2 separate regions of the Hordeum vulgare genome follow, and region 1 is linked to region 2. Evidence: chromatin contacts called from public Hi-C data. All regions are on one chromosome and are shown on one strand. Each heading gives the region's core, a stretch centred on a gene start, on an enhancer-like site or on the middle of the called end of the contact. The rest is flanking DNA. Distances are from core to core; before and after follow the strand shown. Region 1 has its middle 96 kb from the start of LOC123448615. Region 2 overlaps LOC123448614 (chromatin-remodeling ATPase INO80).

Region 1 (6,331 bases), core at 3,061-5,560, 700 kb before region 2:
GTTATTTTTTTTAAGTTGCAACTCTCGTTCTTGTGAGGTGTTTGTTGTTTGGGTGTGCAAACTTAAGTCTGATGGTGGTCTCACTCTTTTGAACTGCTTCCTGCATGCTTATTCCTCAAGTTTATGAATGCATACATGTTCAATGCCGATAGACAACATTTTCCATAATTTATTTCAAATTATTCGCATTCTATGTTAAATGTGTGAATGGACAAGATTTTATCATGCCATATGCACTCACAGTCCAAAGAAATTTCCTCGATATGCACATCTTTAGGGGGAGTTCCTCTATATCTTGAAAAAAAGTCCTCAAACTTTGTACTTCCAATTCCAATGTTTATCCCCATTCAAAACTTAACCTATTTGTCGTCAATCACCAAAAAGGGGGAGTGCATCTAGTGCCTCTTAGTGATTTTGGTGTATGGAAGATTTATAGGTTAAGGGACTAATGTGTTTGTGTGTATACACAGGTCCTGTAAGTCCCTTAGGACTTTGATTTAACCGCGGAAGTCGACCCCTAAAAATGTATGTCTTCACTTTAAGACTTTGGCCGTCTTCTTGAAGACTTTGTCATTAAGGAAACTAGTGTGACCTTGAAGATATTGATTCAAGGACTATGAAGCTTGAAGACTTACGTTTTCATAGTTTGTTTTCCACTTTTTGAGTAATAGGAAAACAGTGTACTACTAAATGGGGTCGAGGTAATACTAAGAAAAACTTCCAATTGATGCTCCGCTCTAAACCTACACATACCTAATCCTTCGAGTGAAGCCTTTAGAAATATCTTACAGTATATTCAAATTCTTAAGTGATAGATATAGAGTTCTTTTGGTCTTTGAGGAAATTGGTCTAACGAAGGAGTTAGGATTTCGCTAGTGCAAATTGCCTATCGTGAGGAAATTGATAGACTTGAGGAATTTGAGAGTTCAAATTATCTAGTATTACTATGCTTAGCGCCATCTATCCGAAGGACCTTATCCTCACAATAGTCATATCATTACGCGCATTTATGTCTTATCATGTCGTGTTGCACCGTGTCAACAAATAGCCACTCCCCACAACCACTAGCTGGTTGTCTACTCCGAGAGAGGTTGAGAGGTGTCGTTTAGAGAAACCCTTCCCCCACGACTTTGAGAGAATCATAAGTGAGGAAAAACTAAAAACCCAACACCGAAAGTCAAAATTGATGGAGCATCACTACATATATTGTCCTATGTGGAACCGACGCTTTATACCTTTAAAGATTGTGTATCTTCTCAAAGGCTAGGCATCGTGGTCTAGAGCATACAAGAGGAAATTGTGGATCTTTGGGTGAATGGGTTTGTGAAGGTTTGGAAGTCTACCTTGAAGACTTACCATGAGTGATTGGGTGGAGTCTATGTGACTTTATCTCAAGGATAATATGGTAAGGACTATGTGTCCTAGGACTGTGTGTCCTTTTGTTAAAATACCTAGACACTCCAAACTAGATGTACGGCTGTCACATCAACTGGAAATGGTAGACCAAATAATTTTCTTTACCGAGGAACTGGTTCTATTTCCTCAACCCTTTCATTTCCTCGCTTACTTGTTCATGAAATTCATCCTTATTGTTTGAAGACTTTGACTAAAAACTTTCTCAATCCAAATTATTCAATCACCTTGTCTTGTGCCTACTTATCATGATTACTATCTACTTTTACTTTGTGTATGCTTCATTTCATCATGACGACTTTGCTATTGCATGTTATGCATGCAATTGGAAGTACTTTATTTGCTGCATGTAGTTCGTCACTCTGATAAATCCTCAACTAGTAATTCCTCAGTGACGAGTTTGAAAAAATCACCCAATCAGACCCCATCTGATCGATATAACGCACTTTCACTCGATAATCATGACCACATTTCTTACAGAGAGAGGCCTCGATAAAATAAAATACGGACATGTAAGCATCATGATCATTATCATAGAAGTGATATTTCATCATAAAACTTCTCATAAATTAGTAATAATTGATTCACAAGCTAGAGTATGAAACATATGCATGGATATTTCCCTACCATATGATGCTTACCAATTGAAAATAAATGAGTGCCGAATAGGGATAAGTATTATTGACTCTTGCATATAAGTAAACATAGAAAAGTAAAAGATAGTCCCTTCGCAGAGGGCACCACATGTTGTCATGCGCTTTTTCAGTTGGATGTGCAAACACGTAATGGAAAGGAATGCCACTTTGTATTTCCCCTTATCATAGCAACCTTTATTATGCATTATTTCACTTCTATTTGTTTACCATCACAAGATCACTATCGTACACATTAAACTTGTTCTCGCACATTTTTGAGTTGTTTGTTGTTGTTTTTGTATGATATTTGTAGTAATTCACATAGTAAAATGGGACATGACCCTCTCTTGGGTGGTGCGGATATTTGTGTTGTCTTTTTACAAATTAAGCTTGTTCTCCCGAAATTTCAAGATATCTGTTTGTCTCTTATGCTGCGAAAACTCACGCTCTTCTACCCAAGGCTTGTTATCCGGAAATTCCAACACGCGCTAAAACTCCCTTCTTCTCCGTGTTGCCAACACGTGAAATCCCGGTTCAATCCGTGAGCTGAAATTGCCACCTCAATGTCCCATGGGCAAAATAATTCGGGGTACTTTTGCAACTTACACCACATTTAAGACAAGCGCGTTCCTAAGCCATGGACCCCCCTCCCATCCCATGTGTTTCCCACACTCGCACACCGTGGCCGCCAAAACCCACGAAACCCCACCCTTTCTCTAATATCCCACCTCTGCCCAACCGGAACCTCTTCCCCCATGATGTCATACATCGAAACAGCTTGACGTTCCCATCAGCCGCACCGGATGAGAATTTTTCATAGATCTTGTTGTCTCGTCGGTTCGGTCGTGTAACATCCCTGTAATTAAGCTATAGTAAACTTTGTGGTTAAGCTACAGTAACCCTGTGATTAAGCCAAAGCTTTTTGCTAAATAGTGCTTGATCATCTTGATCTAATATCTCATTTCAAATTCCACTTTGGAATCAAATTTAAACAATAAATGAAATAAAGAAATCCACAAACATGCAAACTAAAATGTTCCTAGTGTTGAAAATATTCCTTGGATATTTGTCATGTTGAAACACACATTTTATAAAGTAATTAAGTGCCCTGAAACAATTAAAACAGACGAACAATGATTTAAATGCCTTTTTAAATTATTAAAGTATCTAACCACTTTAAATAAATATCAAACTATTAGTAGCACAACCAAATATTGCAATGGAACTAACGGGCCAATTTTTGTATTTTATAAAACTGTTTTTCTTTGAATTTAAATGCAAAATCAAAAGAATTAAGAAAACATAAATAAAAAAATGGAAGGTAAATGACCACGCATGTTCCTTGGGCCTTGTCCCACTGCACCAGCCGGCCCAACCCCCTCCATCGTTTCCTGTGTTCACTTGGGGGGGGGGGGGGGGGGGGGGCGGCGGCAGACATTCGCTCGCGCCATGGCTGACAGGGTGCATGCGCTCGACATCCAGCCTCTCCCCGTCTTGGTTAAGAGCACCTTGGGGCTTCCCCAAAAACCTAGCCACCTTTATCCCTCTCCCTCTTCCTTCCCGCGCACATCCGAGCCACCATCACCATGGCCATGCTCGCCCCCGTGCGCTCCGTCCTCCTTGTCGGCTAGGACCGCACTAGGAGCACCGTCGCTGTCATCCTCATCTCCTACGACCATGCACGCGAGGCGGGAGCCCCTGCATCGCTGCCCCGTCTTCGTCTTCCTCCTCGGGCACAACGGAGCACCGCCACCCTGATTTGCCATCCCAGGCCTCCCCCGTGCCCGCTTTAGAACACCTGCAGGGCTCGATGAGGTCCCCACTCTTTCTCCCCTCTCTTAGCGCTCGCTCTCCTCGCCGTTGCCGATGCTACCACCAAAGCCGAAGCTCGCTGTCATCTGTGCTCGCCGTTGCGGCAGCCACCGCACGTCAAGCACATATGCAAGGGGAGGAATGTGCTTAGCACGTCCCCAGTGAGCCAATGCACACGCGTGCGCCCCTCCTATCGCCTCATACCTCTGTTCCCGATCACACCCGAATGTCGCCGTCACTTCATCTCATTGTCGGCGCTGTTTCCGCACATCCCCGGTCCGGCCACCACCAGGAATCGACGTGCGGCTCTGCCCGCGTTTGATTCTACCTAGCCGCGCTCCAAATTTGTGCCCCTAGCATTTTTTCAGCGAGGGCCCGAGCCCCTCCGCCACAGGAATGGTCACCGGAGCAACTCCAGTTCCGCCCGTGGACGTGGCTGGCTGGGGCCACCCCCTGGATCGCTGACCAGGACACCCCCCCGACCCAGTCAACTACTAACCGACAGGCCCAACCACTCACAAGTGGGGCCCACCTCACTACTTAACTAAAACTTTTTAAAGATAATTAATTTAATCTAATTAACCACTAACATGTGGGCCCTTTTAGTTAATTAGTTAACACAGTTAAAAAAATAAACCATGTTAGTGTTACTGTATATGAGAGGTGGGTCCCCTGGTCAATTCGACCAATAACTTTTCACTGTTGATTGCTCACATCATGCTCACGCAATAACTCCTTTTGACTTAATATTAATTCCGGCATATTATTAAAACTTTGAAAAATCATATAAATTAATCCGTAAGTGAGATGAAAATATTTTACATATAAAATTTCTTGGAAAAATAAAACAAATCCGAATATGCTATCCGTTCATTTGTCACATGCCTCTAACATGATGAACATGGAACTTTCCCCTCCGGATCGTCTTTCTGGTAACTGCCTAAGACTCGGAAAAATATCCACACATATTTTCTTGCTCCGTCTATAGCGGGTAGCACTGCGTTAGGCCACCCCGAGCATCGCATATTGCCATGTCATGCATCGCGATGGACTGTTTATTTTTATTTATTGTTTCTTCTCCTTCTTCTCTCCGGTAGACCCCGAGACTGACACTACTACCAGGTAGGACTACACCTCTGACGTCCAACCACTTGAAGTGGAGCTTCCAGCCAAGCCAACCCCCTTGATCATTCCTATATCACCAATTCCTTCTCTCTCATGCATGCGTTAGATTTTGCTACTCTATTTGAATGCTCCTATTCTGATGCATAACGTGAGTTTGTAACCTGCTATTGTTAGCTACCTGCTTACCATGTATGCTTAGTATAGATTGGATAGTTAGCTGCTAGTGACCACTCCCCTTGTCCTTGTTGCCCCACTACATCACCGAAAGATTTGATCCAGGTGACCGATGAGACAACACCGACACATCACCGCAAACCCCCTTAGTTGTACGACTCTAGAGGACTACTATCGACTGTCGAGGGTGATGGAAGATTCAATCCAGGCGATCGATGAGACAAGACATGTACATCACCACACACTCCCTCAGTTGTATGACTCTTCAGAACTACTATTGACTGTCGAGAATGATATCTTCTAGTTCACCTTGTTAGTTACATCAAGTGGAAAACCATCGAGGGTGATTCTTAGAAATCCCCCCTTGATGAAAAGCACATAGTGTTACCTTCGCCTGTTACCACTATTACTCGTATTGTGGGACTGAAGGGAGAGACGGTACCAGCCTAGTTGAGGTGGACCTAAGTTCCCGACAGTCTATTGTGGAGTCGGGTTGACCTAAAGGGTATGCACGAGATAACTATGTGGCACAGTCGGGCATTCTTTGCCTTTGTCGCAAGTCCGCGAGACGGGGCGACTGGATCGGGAGGATCACTGATTGTTTCCACGAGCTCCCAAGACACTAACGGGTTTGGATTGTAATCCGAGTAGGCCTCTAGCCTTTATTACACTAAACACCACGTGGGAATAAGTGTGGACATTCTTGGTCGTACATTCTCCTGAAAGTTCTTCGGATGCCACCGTCAGCGGCACACGCCCGGGTGGTCCAAGTAGGCACCTGCTTTGGATTAAGAGGTAGCTAGCACTGATCTTGGCCATCCTCAAAACACGAAAGAATGCAAAGGGCGATGGGTCCAAGACCCCGGAGCAATTAGGAGTAGACTTGCGTGCTGGCCTTTGTGTTGATCCTAGGTAGAACTATAGTGTGTCGATCAGCCGAGGCCGGGCATGACCCACGAAAGTGTGTTCGGTCGGAGTTAATCGAGTGAGTTGGGTAATATGGTGTACCCTTGTAGCGAATTATATCTATTCGAATATCCGTGTCCACGGTAACGGACACTCGGAGAGTATCCCAATCTATACAAGTAGAATTGGATACTCAATATATGAAATGGATATGATGGCTCCGGGATAGCTTTCTGGCACGGAGTCAAGGAAGGATCTCTGGGCCT
Region 2 (6,230 bases), core at 2,155-4,654:
CGGAGCAAGAGCATGAAGTAACTTGTCCATGAGAAATCTCTTGGTCAGGTTGAAACCATCTTGCGTCTTGTCACAGTCACAGGACTCAATGTCTGCGGCGAGAGTCATGAGCCGTTCTAGCAGTTGCTTGGGAGATTCACCCTTTTCCATACAGAAATTCTGCAATTGCCCCTTGGCAATTTCATATTGAGCAAGCCGAAGAGTGGAGGTACCGGTCTTGGTCCTTATAATGCTATCCCACGGTTCCTTGGCACTTGTGATGTGAATGTAAGGTCTCCGTTGCTTGTCATTCATTCCTTTTCTTATGCACATGATCACAGTGTCGTTGAGATGCTTGTCATAAGTTTCTCTGGGAGTGAGGCACATTGGATCTACAGGATTGTAGCCATGCTCGAGGATGTCCAACATCTCATCATTGGCGTACCTAAGATGATCCTGCATACCAACTCTCCACAAAGCAAAATCAGAATTGTCAGCAAGCAAAGGAGGTTTTCCTCCAGGATTGTACTTAGGCTTCTCAACTTGAGATCTAGCATAAAGCCATGGAACACTAGTTTGGTTATTGCCTGGAGGTTGTTGGCCAAATGAAGAACCGTGCACATTTTGCCCTGAGGCCCTCGGGGACGTGGTTGTCCCCGTGGTTAATGATGCCAGTCTTAGTTGGACCAAGGCCTCAAGAGAAGCATCATGCTCCTCTTTTTGCTTGGCAAGGGCCCGTTCCAGGTCCTCAGAGGTGAAGGACCTGACTTCCGTGGAAGTCTCGTCCCTCTCCACTCGAGCTACAGTAGTGGGAATCCCGTCCATATCGCTCTAGGGCGGTTAAGCCACAAGAATAGAGCACGAGGCTCTGATACCAATTGAAAAGGATCGAGATGGACCTAGAGGGGGGTGAATAGGTACAGTTCCAAATTTTAATAATTACTTAGCAATTTTAGGCAAAGATGCGGAATATGAGCGTGAGCCTAATAATTGCAATGACAATGAGTAAGCTATTTAGAGTGAAGTAAGGCAACCGGTAAACAATAATCAAATGCAAGTACGTAATAAGGATTAACACAAGTAGAGAGTTAGGGTTAGGGATAACCGAAACTCCAAGAGAGACGAGGATGTATCCCGATGTTCACTTCCTTGGAGGGAAGCTACGTCACCGTTAGAGGGGCGGATGTTACCACGAAGGCACACCAACGCCACGAAGGCTCACCCTATTCTCCCTTTGAGATAACACCACGAAGGCGTTTCTCAACCACTAGTGGTAAGCCTTGAGGTGGCTTCCAAACCTTCACAAACTTTCCGGGGGTAATCACAATGGTTTGATTCCTCTCCGAATACTCCTACCGCCTAGGAGTCTCCAACCTCCAAGAGTAACAAGATCACGGGGATTGCTCAAAACTTGCTCAAATCACAAATCACTTTGGTGGAGAGGAGGAGAACGAGACGATCTATCTTTTGATTGGAACAACACTCAAAGGGACTCACAAATGCTCTTGGGATCTAAGACTTGGTGTAGGCAAGAGTGAGTGAGGAGAAAGGTGTTCTTGTAAGTGTCCTAGCTTTGTTGAACACTCTCTCACGAAGTGGGAGGGGTATTTATACTCGGGAGAGTAAAACAGCCGTTGGGGTCACTTAAGTCTGACAGTGGTCGGACATCCGGCAGTTTCTCGGATGTCCGGACGCCCACAAGGTGTCGGACATCCGGCAGTTTCTCGGATGTCCGGACGCCCACAAGGTGTCGGACGTCCGACGGGGTTCGGTCGTCCGAGAGATGTATATATATCTGGAATCACTGTGTAGTTGAACTGGGACCGGACGTCCGGAGGAAGTCGGAAGTCCGAGTTATTCGACTCAAAATTCTCTGGTGCAAGATTCCGGATTTTCGAAGGAGGTCAGACGTCTGGCCCTCAGACATCCGGAGGGAGCCGGAAGTCCGAGTTATATGGCTCAAGTTTCTGTGGTGCAAAGTTCCGGATTTCCGAAGGAGGTCGAACGTCCGGCCCTCGGACGTCCGGAGGAGGCCGGATGTCCGAGACATTGATTCTGTTTTGAGATAAGAGCAGAGTAGTGGAGATGTGGTATGAGCGGAAAAGTAGAGATGTAGTATGAGCAAGTTCATCGCAAAACCTGTGGTCCCCTCTTAATAGTGCGGGATCACTATACTCAAGAATAGTAAATTTAAAGGATAGGCTACATCATCTTTTCTCAATCCCGAGCCTTCTTGACATATAAGTCTCGATCTTCTCAGACCGCCTTGGCACATAATTCTCAATCTACTAAAAGTACTTGTCATCCTCAGATACACTCAACAAATAAGATTAGTTTCCTATGTATGTGTTGTCATTAACAACAAAACTCGATTAAGGGCATGACTGCACTTTCAGTAGGTCTAGCAATAACAGCCACATACTTATGGAATTCCAAACTCTATAAAAAAAATGGGCTAAATGCAGATCAATACATGGTCAAAACGTCACAAGTGTTAAAAATAACACTATTAGTTAGACCAAGCAGCAATAATCTGAAACTAGTACTAGTACTACTGACTAAAGAATAAACAAACACGTAGGTTGTTGGGGCGTTACTGCCATATGCACATCGCCACACAAGGCATCCAACCTGGTCCGCTCGTGTGGATAAGAAGATAGACACAAGAGAATTCCCTCATTTCCCTTCGTTCATCCATGCTCGAGGCAGAAGAACAAGCGGGGTGCTCCACGACCATCCGGCCGCCACCAGCACGCACCCTCTCGCTGCGGCATTCACTGGCGGCGAGAGGCGCTTCCTCCGCGCTCGTCCTCATCTGAGCATCCACCAGGGAGCTGTGTCCCGGGCGCGACGCCGTTCGCGAGTCCCAGTGATGCCGGACTCCACTAGCCGGCAAAGCGACCATGGCTGCTCGAATGCGAGGCCGCCGGTGGGCTGGGTGCCGGGAGGCCGAGGGCCACGAGGCGACGACGTGCGTCCTTCCTCGGCTAAGGCAGCGGTGTCGCAGGAGTTGGCGAGGGTAGAGGCGCGGCGGCCGTGTTCACATCCATGGTCGTGAAGCTGACGGAGGTCGACTCATTGGCCTGCGCACCGTCGGCACTGTCCATCTCAGAGTCGCTCCCACCATTGCCCGGATGCAGGGCAGCCACCACAGAGGCGACATGCATCCTCGGGGCTGCCGGACCGGCGAGGAGCCAGTTCTCCACCGCTGGCACTAGTGGCACGACATGCGGCGCAGCCGTGTGGTTTGCAGGATTCTCCCGCGCCGGAGCCGAACACGAAGGAAGAAGCGCCGGTCGGCGCTGAGACATAGGCGAGGGAATGACCCTCCATCTCGACAACCGCAGGGGTCAGAGGTGGTAGGTGCGGCGTAGCAATGTCGGCGTCAACTTCGACAGCTCTGGAGGTACCGCCGAACTCGAAGACGGAGGTGCGTGACTGCCCGACCGCGTCCTCGTTGACAGCGGGGCCGTACACGTGCAGGCGTGCAGGGGACAAGGAGTGAAGTCTGTTTTAAACCTTAAGATTATAAAGCCGGTCGGAAATGAACCCTCACCTCTAAATCCTTGAAATATGTATCCTATATTTATGAATCCCAATCAATCTCAACCCTGAACCTATCTAGACTTGTTTGACCCGCTAGGAAATCAAGTATCCCAGCCGGGATCACACTTTAATCCACTGACAGTACGGGTCCACATGTCATATTCATCTTCTCTAGCCCAATCTATCTATCTCTCTCCTGAGAAACCGCGTCGCTCATCTCCACACCTGCATCCGCTCCGTGCACGCCTGGGCGCAGCAGGGCCCGGCGGCGTTGGCCGCCTCCATGGCCATAGGGCTGGTGCACGTCGACGCGTTCGGCAACCTCCTCGAGCTGCCCAAGGCCCAGGGCGAGCTCTCCGGCACCGGCGGCAACGTTGACCGGCTCCTGTACTCGCCGACGCGCACGGATGCTTCCAGGAGGCCGTGGTCGCGCTCAAGCAGGACGTGGCCGAGGCGCTTGCCGTCGTGCACCGACGCGACGGGGCGCGCCTGGATTCGGCCGTGCGGCGCAACGCCGGGCCGGCAAGGAGCTTGCACGCCTCGCCGCCGCGGCCAGATAGTGTGCCAGCCGTCCCTCGCGCCTGAGAATCCTCGACGGTGGCCAAGGCAGCGCGACGGAGATGGAGGTGACGGGGCTGCTGATGGAGTCGGCCGCGACGGCGGCGTCGGCGTCCGCCGCGCTGTGCGGGATCAGCGTGGCCTTCTCCTTGCGACCGCGCCCAGAGCTTGGCGTGATATATATTGGCTGCCGAACTCTACGCTGGTGGTTGCCATCTTGTGCTGCTCCCGTGCTCCCCTCTGCTCAAGCTCGCCGTGGCCAGATGGGAAAAATGGATTGTGCTTGACCCACACCTAGGAGAAAAGCGAACACCCGACAGGATTGTGCTTTTCCTGCTCTGCCAAACATATCTAGGGATTGGATAGACCGGGATTAAAAAGGTTAGGGTACAGATTTCAGGGATTTAGAGATGAGGGTTCAGTTGCATCGGCAATTACAATCTTAAGGTTTATTTCAGACTTCACTCGGGGACAAACCACCCACCCGTGCGCTGAGCACGAGAACGGTGGTGGCTACGTGTCGATCCCGAGCATTGGTGCGGAGGGCATCGACAGTGGCGCGACACCGTTGGCCGGACCGACACCGATCTGGTGGCGGCGGCGATGGCCGTCGTGCTGCAGCAGGCAGCAATGGTACAAGGGCAGGAAACGAAGCATCGTTCTTACCTTCTTGCCCGTTCCTGCGATTGCCGGCGATTTTTGCTCTTGGTAGAGACAGTGTTGATAACGTGTTTGAGATTAAAACTATCTTATTTCAGGGGCAATCACAATATATATACAAGGAAACGGACGCGAAGGCAGCGATGGTACAAGGGCAGGAAACGAAGCATCGTTCTTACCTTCTTGCCCGTTCCTGCGATTGCCGGCGATTTTTGCTCTTGGTAGAGACAGTGTTGATAACGTGTTTGAGATTGAAACTATCTTATTTCAGGGGCAATCACAATATATATACAAGGGAACGGACGCGAGCAAAGAGATGTGTCCGTTAGCAGGGGCGTGAGGAAGCATCGTGACGGTTGCCAAAACAACCACACTAGAGATTACATAGGGAGGATTATCCCTTTAATTAAGAGAATTAATTAAATCCTAACAATTACAAGTCATTGTGTGAAGCTAATGGGTGTGCTCATGAACTCGCTCACTTCAGTTTCGAAGGACAAGAAACAGGCTCATGAACTCGCTCGCTTCAGTTTCGAAGGACAAAAAACAGGCAGATGTTTCCTGCATAGCAGTTCGGGCAAGAACTTGCTCACTTCAGTTTCGAAGGACAAGAAACAGGCTCATGAACTCGCTCGCTTCAGTTCCGAAGGACAAGAATCAGGCAGATGTTTCCTGCATAGCAGTTCGGGCAAGAAACAGGCAGATGTTTCACTTGCGTAAAGAAATCACTTGTTTGAATGAAGTGATATATGTTACCAACTCGGAAGCACAGCAGATGTTTCCTGCCATGTTCCTTTTTGGCCTAACAAAACTCTACGTCCCTACTCTCTTTACACAGTAAAATAATTCCTATATGTGATGGAACATTGCTAATGCTTATTTACAAAATGGCTAGACACATCGCCAACATTAGGGATAAGGGCTGGCGGTAACAGCCATCATTGGGCTGCAACTGCACTGAGGTTGCAGTCTCAGGCTTCTCAAAAGAAGCTGCACAACACAGTTAAATACTTATTAACTGCGTAAGACCTTGAGCAGATCCAGAGCTCCTCCTCTGGGCCAATAAACTGCCATCTTTGATGCTCCTACTAGACACCACAAATTAGAGTCTTGCCATTCGCATCTTATGTTCTCATCAGGTCAGCCCATAGGTCAACTACGCTGGAGGAGTCTGGTCTTGCAACTCTTCTGCATGATTGCTGTCATTGTTTTCAGCTGCATCTGCAGGTTTCTCAACATCAGAAGCAGCAACGGGTTCCTTATCTTCACCCATGCTCCTCACTAGTCTCTTTGATCTTTTAGGCATCAACGAAGCAATATGCTCCTCATCTTTGGCAGGACCACTCTCGGGGACATCACCATCCGCACCATCATTATCCTGTGACTTCGGAGGTTTCTTGTGCGAGCTTTTTTTCTGGAAATAAATATTAGCAGTTACTTAAACGAATGAAGCTCACACATAACAAGGCTGAGAAAGTTAGCTTAAT

Evidence for each region. A called contact is a pair of places that touch in the nucleus more often than the background predicts.
Region 1: a Hi-C map of leaf shows a contact between it and region 2, with 2.8 times the contacts expected there. The contact joins two enhancer-like sites. A contact is called at or near these places in 3 of 6 Hi-C or Micro-C datasets (leaf and seedling).

Annotation. Positions count from the first base shown.
Region 1 is chr4H:357,247,215-357,253,545 of MorexV3_pseudomolecules_assembly, reverse strand. No RefSeq gene overlaps it. Among protein-coding and RNA genes, the nearest start is that of LOC123448615, 96 kb to the right of the region's middle. Within about 2 kb of position 4,310, at least 2 of the 3 cell types and tissues checked have open chromatin away from gene starts, as enhancers often do. A contact at or near this core is called in leaf, where this site is marked.
Region 2 is chr4H:356,543,620-356,549,849 of MorexV3_pseudomolecules_assembly, reverse strand. It overlaps LOC123448614 (chromatin-remodeling ATPase INO80), which reads right to left. Exons shown (of 22, transcript XM_045125567.1): 22 at 5,427-6,157. The coding sequence ends at 5,900. Among protein-coding and RNA genes, the nearest start is that of LOC123448614, 15 kb to the right of the region's middle. Within about 2 kb of position 3,404, at least 3 of the 3 cell types and tissues checked have open chromatin away from gene starts, as enhancers often do. A contact at or near this core is called in leaf, where this site is marked.